Linked DNA regions of Sus scrofa: all the other regions are linked to region 2. Evidence: chromatin contacts called from public Hi-C data. All regions are on one chromosome and are shown on one strand. Each heading gives the region's core, a stretch centred on a gene start, on an enhancer-like site or on the middle of the called end of the contact. The rest is flanking DNA. Distances are from core to core; before and after follow the strand shown. Region 1 has its middle 98 kb from the start of ZFPM2. Region 2 overlaps ZFPM2 (zinc finger protein, FOG family member 2). Region 3 overlaps ZFPM2 (zinc finger protein, FOG family member 2).

Region 1 (2,700 bases), core at 172-2,671, 460 kb before region 2:
TCCTGATGGGGTTATAAATGACACTGATTACAGTGCCTCCTGCACACTGAGCATCCTACATTATGCTCAATCAGTCCAGGCTCTCTGCTGACCTCCAGACCCTTTTAGCATATGGAGTTTGGTGGGGCTTACAGGGATGCTGGTCAACTGAACAAAGCCGGGCAGGATTTCAGATCAGAATGGATGATCTCACAACCTGGGGGTAAAAGTCAGCAGTATCTGGTAGATACATGTTAACTGCAGAGGAGATTATTAGTAAATACTGATTACATAAAGTAGCCAGTTCCACTGCCTCTTGGATAGACACTCCTTCAAGTCAACCTGGGAGAATATATTTAATACTTAATGTATAGGAATCTATGAGAAATTAAGGTAGCTTCAAGCAATTAAACTTGGCCAAAATAATAACTATGCAAATCACTTCAAAATTTGTTCTTTTGGCTTGCAGTTTCCAACATACCACATACACAATAATTGAATAAGAATGAAACAAAACTTCGAAAGCTAAAGAACCATGAAATAGTTATTGGGGCTTACCTGCTTGGGAAATTATGGCAAGATCAAATCTTTTATTAGTTGCTGGCTGCTTCCCTGTGGCAGAACAACTAAAAGCATGAAAGATTGCGGAGCTGGGGTGGGAACTCTGAACTTCTACAGACTTCCTCAAAAAGTTAGTGTTCTGATTAGAGGCGGTTCATTTCCCACAAGGGTTAATCACCTAGGTGATGGTCCTCCTTTCTGATGTGAGAAAAATCTCGGCCTGGCTCCAAATTCGGACTTTTTACAATCTAAAATGAAAACTCGAGGTGAGAAAGAGCACCGTGAAGACGCTGCTCAGCATCCCATCCGTGTGGGCCAAGAGGGGGATGGTCCGTGTTCGCAGCGGTCTCCTGGGAACCTTGAGAGCAATGAAATGGTCTCCTGAGAGCCTGAGCAGATGAGAGGACTTAACTGGCCCCAAGACACACAGTTGGCATTTGTGATCAGCTGGCTCTCACAGAGGATTTTGCCAGTGGCCTAACCTTCCTGCCAAAAAGCTGGAAGGGAGGGGGAGGAAACTAGGGGAGGGGGCAGCATAACTGGAAGCACAAAGTTTATGGAGACTGAGATTTCTTTGTGCCCCGCTGGATAGGCAAGGCATATAAGAGGAGAGTTGGGGTCCATCAGAGAGGGCTGTTGAAAGAAGTTGCCGCGAAGAGGAGGAGGGGTGCTCTGGCAAATGCCCAGAGCTGACGCGGTGACAACTGCAGAAGGTGGCCCCCCTCCAAGGTCTCCCCACGCCTCCCTCGGTCCCCCCAACCCCCGACCTTGCTCCCTTGCACCCCACCCGACCGAGGCCAGGGCCCTAGTTTGCATCCGGACTGGCTTTGGATGCAGCCAATCCTCCTTTTGCTGATGGAATAGTCCCCCCCTCCCCACAGCTCCGGCGCGCCCCTCCCTCCCGCGCCTCGCCACCTCCCGCGGCAGAGCGAGAGCTGCGCGGCCCGGAGCGTCGGCGGCGGCGGCGGCGGCGGCGGCGGCGCGGCGGCGGCGCTCGAGTATCTGACCCGCGAGCCGCGGAGCGGGGAGCGAGCGCGCTCCTCCTTCCGCGCCTGCCGCCCCCTCTCTTCCCCTCTCCCCTCTGCTCGCTCTCCCTTCCCTCCCTCCTTCTCTTCCTTCTTTTTGTGCCCCCCATTCCCCTTTTCTCTCTTTTTGTTCATTCGTTTGCAAATTCCCATTCTCTCACCCCCCCAACCCACCCAGCGCTCACCCACACTCCCCCTCCCCTCCGCACTGTCACACTCTCTCTGCCCCCTCTCTCCTCATTTGCCTGCTCATCTCCAAACGTGGATCCGTGGCTCCCAGAGGAGCCTAGCGCCCGAATCCCGCGCGTCCGGAGCACCTAGAGTCCGGCCGGCGGCGGCCCGAGCCTGGCCCGCGGCGGCGGTGAGAGCGGCGGGAGCCGAAGGAGCGGCAGCCCCTAAAGCGGGCACCGCGGCAGCCCCAGTGGCAGCGGCCGCCGCCGAGATGTCCCGGCGAAAGCAGAGCAAGCCTCGGCAGATCAAACGTAAGTTTGCACTCGGGGCCGGGAGTTGGTGGGATTATTTCTGGGGAGGGGGGTTCGCGGGGCGGGAAAGGGAGGGAGAAATCCGCTCCCGCTGCGACGGAATTGTCAAACTTTGCCTGAGCAGCTGGAGGGACAAATTGTCAGTTACAGATAGACAGCCCGAGTGCCGGGCAAGAAAGAGGCTAGGACCAACAGCCCACTCCTGCTCGGCTCAGCCTTCGCGCTCCTGTGTCCTTTTTAATTCCGACCCCCGCGCGCAGTTAGCTCTGCTTTCTCGTAGAGCCTGAGGGGCAACCCCACTCATTTAAGTGATAGTTATTAGTGTGGTTGTTGTCATTGTTGTTGCGTTTGACGGGGTGCTACTCTTGGGGACCACTTTTTAGCAACCTGGGTAAGAACTTAGTTCTCCGAACAGCTGGTCGAAACCTCGGGGCGAGGAAGGCAACGTCCCCAGGCGGTGGAAAATCAGTGTCTGAGTCCCGATCCTGGGCGGTGCCTTAGCCACGCCAAAGCCGAAGCGAAACAAAAAGTAGGTGTAAAAGTTCGCGCCTTGGCAGCGGGTGGCCGTGCGCCTCCGCCCTGCGGGTGCGGGGCTGGCGGCGGGCGGTCTGACCAAAGGCCCTGGGCCGGTCCTGTTCGCGTCGCAGGGACGC
Region 2 (2,700 bases), core at 89-2,588:
AGAGATGCTTCTTAAAAGAATGTGGCATAATATTCTCCTTAGATATTTTTGTGGTTACATGGGAGGGGTTAGTTACTAAAGCCGGAGAACATAAGTTAATAGCATATTTTATATAAATTACTACCACAAATTTCATACAGTTAACTAATTTTTTAAAACTACTGGGATAACAAGATTCTATGAATATTGATTAGTCCGTTTATACCTTATTTGGGGAGAGACTTGACGCCTGTTACTTCTCCACTGTTTTAAACCTGGAGATGTATAAATATCTCTAGAACCACAGAAGGATCTCTTTATTAATTCACTAAGGCCATCACTACCTCGTTTCCTCTCTTACAATATCGTCAGTCACCTATAAGATATTGAATTTAAGAGTGGTGCTATATCCATGCTGCACATTGGACTTACACTCCAATTGTCAAGGCTCCTTCCCACGAGGATGAGGATCCTTTGCCAAAGCTGACAATTATGAGAGGTATCCTGTGTTTATTAAACTGATGACTTGATTGTGTTCTCCTTAACTAGATGAGAGGCTGCAGAACAAAAGAGCTTTGGAAGGAGCCAGCTTGAGTTCTGTCCCATAAATGAGAAACTCCAAAATTGTGAATCATTCAATTCTTTAAACCTTTATTTCAATGAAAATAATGACATCCTCAACCTCAGTAAGTTATTTGGAGAAAAAAAAATGAGATGTCATGGTTAGGCTTTACTACTATTAAGTCATAAACTACATGTTAATCCTATAGCAGTTCTATATTGGAAGACAAGTTACTCTCATGTGGAAAACAAAACACACACACACGTACACACTGACTGTGACCTTTGATGCAACACCTCACTTCTTAGAGCTCTATTCTCTTCATCTCTAACAGAAAGTCTAGAAGCCCTTCATGATTCCTACCAGCCATAAATATTTACAGTCTTATGAGTGACATTCAATGGACTAAGACAGATATATGCTAGAGATGTCTTACTTAATATCTTTTATTTGGAAAGATTATGGGGGAAAAACCCAGTTTTCTTTATCCAAGGATAGTTTGTTATCTATCAGGCTTTGCATGTTTTCAGCAGATTTCTCTGTTGTTTTACTTTACAGCCTCTGAAAAGCAGATTCAGCTACAAAAGAAACGTGGTCGTTTATGAAGCACGTATTACTTTGTTTAAAAAAAAAAAAAAAAAGCGGACCCTTTGCATTCCCACTGAGCTAGGTTGAGCGACTCATGCTACTCAAGATAAAAATCAGGATCTGTCATGAGTTGATTTCTGCCTCCCTTTTCTTTTGATTCGCTCTCTGATCCCCCAGGTTTCCTCTTGGCTTCACCGACCACTTCTTGGCCCAAATATAACTTCCCTCTATAGGATACTACAGAGAGTCAGATAAACGTTCTATCTTCTTCTAAAGTAAGCGTTCTATCTTCTTCTCTCCCTGCCTTCTGTGTCCTCTCCTCTTTCTTTGGGAGGCCAGGGCAGGAGCGGATCCATGTTTCTGACTTTGTTATCATTTTCCTTGTGTCAGAACTTTGTTGGTTCTCAAAGGCTAAAATTTGAAAATGAATCTTGATCTTGAACTCTTATTTTTAATGCTGTATCTCCTCTTATCACTGCTTATAAAACATTACCACAATTTGTCCTCAGGCTGACCCTACCTCTGTTGAAATCCTTTTTAAGCCTTAATTATATCCTGTCTTGATGTTTTCAGTTCCTTCTTTAGCAATCTTCCACTCCCTAAAATTTTGGCTGTACTGAATACTTCAACTAGACTCTTTGTGTACAGGAAAGAAATGTCATAACTTTAATAATGCATCTTCTTTTTACTTTCATTTTAATAGAGATATAAAGATAACTTAATCTGCTATACCTTCCTTACCTGTATTAAGAAAAATTTACTGAGAAGTGAGTCGATTCTTTTTTTCTCCTCAAATTCCACCTTCATTTTCTATTTCCCTTTTTTTATGTTTTAATTTTTATCAGGCTACAGAAGATTGATTTTTTTTTTAATTATCCTTGATTTAGTAAATTCAGAGCTGAAGGAGTGGTTCATGAAGATGTTAGAAAGAATCATATCAGGATTTGCAGGATTCCAACAGATTTCCTTTAATCATCTTCTGGATCCAGTATCCAGGCTTCCCTCCCACGGGCCCAATAAGGTTTCCTTATGGTATGGAGATGACTGCACAGGACAGTTCTCTGTAGGGCAGCAAAGGAGATGAGTTATGCAGATGATGCAGTATGGGAACACCCAGAGGGTAGGTCTTCAAACTTAGAAATGCTTATTTTTTTTAAAAAAAAAAAAAAAGAGGGAGCAAGTATTGATTATTGATCTCAAGGAAGGTAGTTGAACACAAACTAGAGCCATGGGACTTTCTGCTTAAAAATGTATGTATCCAACTCCTATTAAAATGACACCTCATGTCCAGGGAACTCCTTGCTCTTGTGAGTGAAAATGAGATCCATAGTAAATGTTTAAGAAACATTAAACAATAAGCTGTAGTTTCTGGGTGGCTTTTCAAGTCATAACTAAACCATGGAGGATACTTTATGACCTAAGCAGTAAGTTAACTCTTCTGTTCTCCTGCACAATATCTGAATATCTTAGCTACTCTAAACCATTAAGCCCCATTGAGAAATTCAAGGCCAAAATGCAATAGTAAAGCAAAAGCGATCAAAAGAACATTAAAAAAAAAAAAAAAAAAAAAA
Region 3 (2,700 bases), core at 107-2,606, 280 kb before region 2:
AGATTTGGGATAAGGGTTAAAGGAAACAAAGCACTTAGCACAATATTATACTTAAAAATTGATTCATATAACTGACTATCTGTAATCATATACATATATTCATCATGAGTTCATCTTTCCTATCTCCTTGGGAGTATTTAGAGTCTAATTGTTTACATTTCTATGAGTTCTGCTTATTTCCTGAAACTTTTTAGATGTTGTGATACTTGCAGCTTTATAGTCGTTTTGCTCTGAAAATTTTTGATTGCTTTAACTCTTCTGATTGATCTTGTTTTAAAATGTAATCTATTTCCTGCAGTCTAATCTTTTATTTTACTGGGTATAAGCTACTGTTTTACTTAGTGAGAATGAACAAGATGTACCCTGCATGTAATTTTATATAGATTGAAATGAATCTAATTTTGCTATAAATTCTATTGACTTTCAGTATTTCCCTTTTAGGAAAGAGTCATCATATGGCTGTTTTTATATTTACTACTTCTTAACTTTAATTCTAGTCACTGTCTTCTTTTTCATGTAATAACTTTATGAGCAATGCATATTTCAATTGACTTCAGTTTATAATTTTGCATTTTATCAGCATAGATTATATTGTAAAATGTTTTCCCCTATATCTTTTTGAAATTTTCAAATATGTTAAACAGGTAAAATTAAGAACACAATGTTTTTCTTCAGAAGAACCGTGGATAGTCCCATTATTTGTTTTCTAGTAAAAATCTCCATTACCTACGTGATTTTGCATCCAAGTTTATTATATATAAAATAAATAGGCATTTTACTTATATTGAAAATGGAAAAGAGGACATAAACATTTAGATAAAAGTAGACATGAACAGTAAAATTATATGGAAATTAAATGTTCAACCTTAAAGTAAGATGGCTCCTCAAAATACAGTAAATGATACATGAGGGAAGAAAGGATGAGGATTTAAAAAATCTTTTTAAGGACAAGCTTTTTTTAGGTAGTACTTGGATTACTCAAGAAATGTCCAGTTTAAAATGTGATAGGGTTAATTATACCCATATAGAAAGCATGGGAAATTAGATTAGAAAAGAATATGCATTTTTAATAAACAGACAATCAAAATGTAGAAAATGAAGGTATAGATGCTAAAAATAGTGAAGGGTTGAAACTGAAATGTCACTAATTAATATCTGGAAGAACATAAAATGAGCAGGGAAAAAAGTCACCATTTATGGAAAAAGTAGTGACCATCCTTAAAAAAGAAAAGGAGGGAAAAAAAAAAAAAAAAGATCCTGGTAATTATAAACCAGTCAGCTTAACGTTGATACCAGGGCAGATACTAGAGCAAATCATCAAACAATCAATTTACAATCATCTAGAAGAGCAAAAGTTAGTGGGTAGCAACCAACATGGTTTTGTGAAGAGCAAATTGTGCCAGGCCAATTTAATTTCCTTCTATGATAGAGTGACAGGCCATGTAGATAAGGGCAAAGTAATAGATGTAATCTATCCAGACTTCAGTAACGCTTTTGATTCCTCTCCACATGACATTCTCATCAACAAGCAAGGAAGATACGGTCTAGACCATACTTTGGTTAGTTGAGTGCACAGTGGTCTGTGGATTCATACTCCATGGTTGATTATCAGCTACTAGTCGTCATCCAGAGGGGCCCTGTAGATTGTCAGACAAGCAGGCTGGTATCGTTAATAAGACCAGTTATGTTTCCTTTGATGAAGATGGAATTAGATTGGCATAGCGGCATGTTACGTCAAATCCCTTTTGTTACAGGAAGAGAGACCAACTTCCTCAGCACCTTGTATCTCCTAGACACATCTACAAAGTGATCGTCCAGGGAATGAATGACATACAAACAAAGCTGTCAGTTTTATGAGTTATTTCCATCATAACTGCTGTTCCAAGGTGTGTCAGGTAACTTGTGGTATTCGGATAGGCTCCCTGAGAATAAATTACCTTCCTAAACACAGTTGAAACCATACTCAAAGGAAGCAACTGAAAGAGAGGAGAGGAGGGCTTTTATGTTAAGCAGGAAGGAATGTTGATATTAAAGTGACCCAGAAATAACTGAATGAAGCACCTTTATCGTGACCTAGATAGAGATTTGAGAACATTTAGTTTACAGATCATATGATGGTAAGCAGTAAAAGAAAAAAAAAAAGTGTTAGTAACTTTGTAGATAAAAAAAACATTTCTAAACAATTTTGATATTTTGTGAGAATAGTCTATGGAAAAAAACAAGATAAAGGTCATGGGAACGAAACAGATAAAAGATAGTTAAAAAAAAAAAAAAAAAAAGACTGGCCTGGCTCTTCTTATTGGGAACTGGTTCCAAAATATCACTGAGCCATACTTAGATATCTATGAGCAGAGTCGTGTAATAATATTTTTAATGGATTAAGAGGAGAGTGCCTGAAAGCTAAACATTCTTAAATTTATTTGTAGAGTGGAAATAATAAAAATGCATGTTTATTAACGCATATTTCTACCAAATAGTGACAAGCCCTCTTTAAGGATGGTATTATTTATCCACATTTTATAATGCTTCATTTAAAGCTAGTTGAGTAGAAAAGGTGTGTAGTAGAGGAGGGAAACATGTTTTTATGAGAACCTACATTAATGGTGACCTAGAAAACAATGGCTTCTAAGTGATTCAGTGGTTAACCTGACTCCTTGGTTCACGGGAGATGAATTTCGAAGCTGATTAGTCACTGCAGTC

Evidence for each region. Hi-C and Micro-C count contacts between places; a contact is called where the count stands out from the background.
Region 1: a contact with region 2 is called in a Hi-C map of omental adipose tissue, with 2.0 times the contacts expected there. The contact joins two enhancer-like sites. A contact is called at or near these places in 14 of 47 Hi-C or Micro-C datasets (brain, embryonic fibroblasts, epiblast stem cells and 8 more) and 1 of 2 datasets of contacts at active chromatin or transcription factors (skeletal muscle).
Region 3: a Hi-C map of omental adipose tissue shows a contact between it and region 2, with 2.1 times the contacts expected there. The contact joins two enhancer-like sites. A contact is called at or near these places in 2 of 47 Hi-C or Micro-C datasets (embryonic fibroblasts and omental adipose tissue).

The regions. Positions count from the first base shown.
Region 1 is chr4:32,093,057-32,095,756 of Sscrofa11.1, reverse strand. No RefSeq gene overlaps it. Among named protein-coding and RNA genes, the nearest start is that of ZFPM2, 98 kb to the right of the region's middle. Within about 2 kb of position 1,421, at least 58 of the 83 cell types and tissues checked have an H3K27ac peak or open chromatin away from gene starts, as enhancers often do. A contact at or near this core is called in omental adipose tissue, where this site is marked.
Region 2 is chr4:31,636,824-31,639,523 of Sscrofa11.1, reverse strand. The region is part of intron 4 of ZFPM2 (zinc finger protein, FOG family member 2); the gene reads left to right. Among named protein-coding and RNA genes, the nearest start is that of ZFPM2, 360 kb to the left of the region's middle. Within about 2 kb of position 1,338, at least 2 of the 83 cell types and tissues checked have an H3K27ac peak or open chromatin away from gene starts, as enhancers often do. A contact at or near this core is called in omental adipose tissue, where this site is marked.
Region 3 is chr4:31,914,622-31,917,321 of Sscrofa11.1, reverse strand. All of the region lies in intron 2 of ZFPM2 (zinc finger protein, FOG family member 2), which reads left to right. Among named protein-coding and RNA genes, the nearest start is that of ZFPM2, 80 kb to the left of the region's middle. Within about 2 kb of position 1,356, at least 7 of the 83 cell types and tissues checked have an H3K27ac peak or open chromatin away from gene starts, as enhancers often do. A contact at or near this core is called in omental adipose tissue, where this site is marked.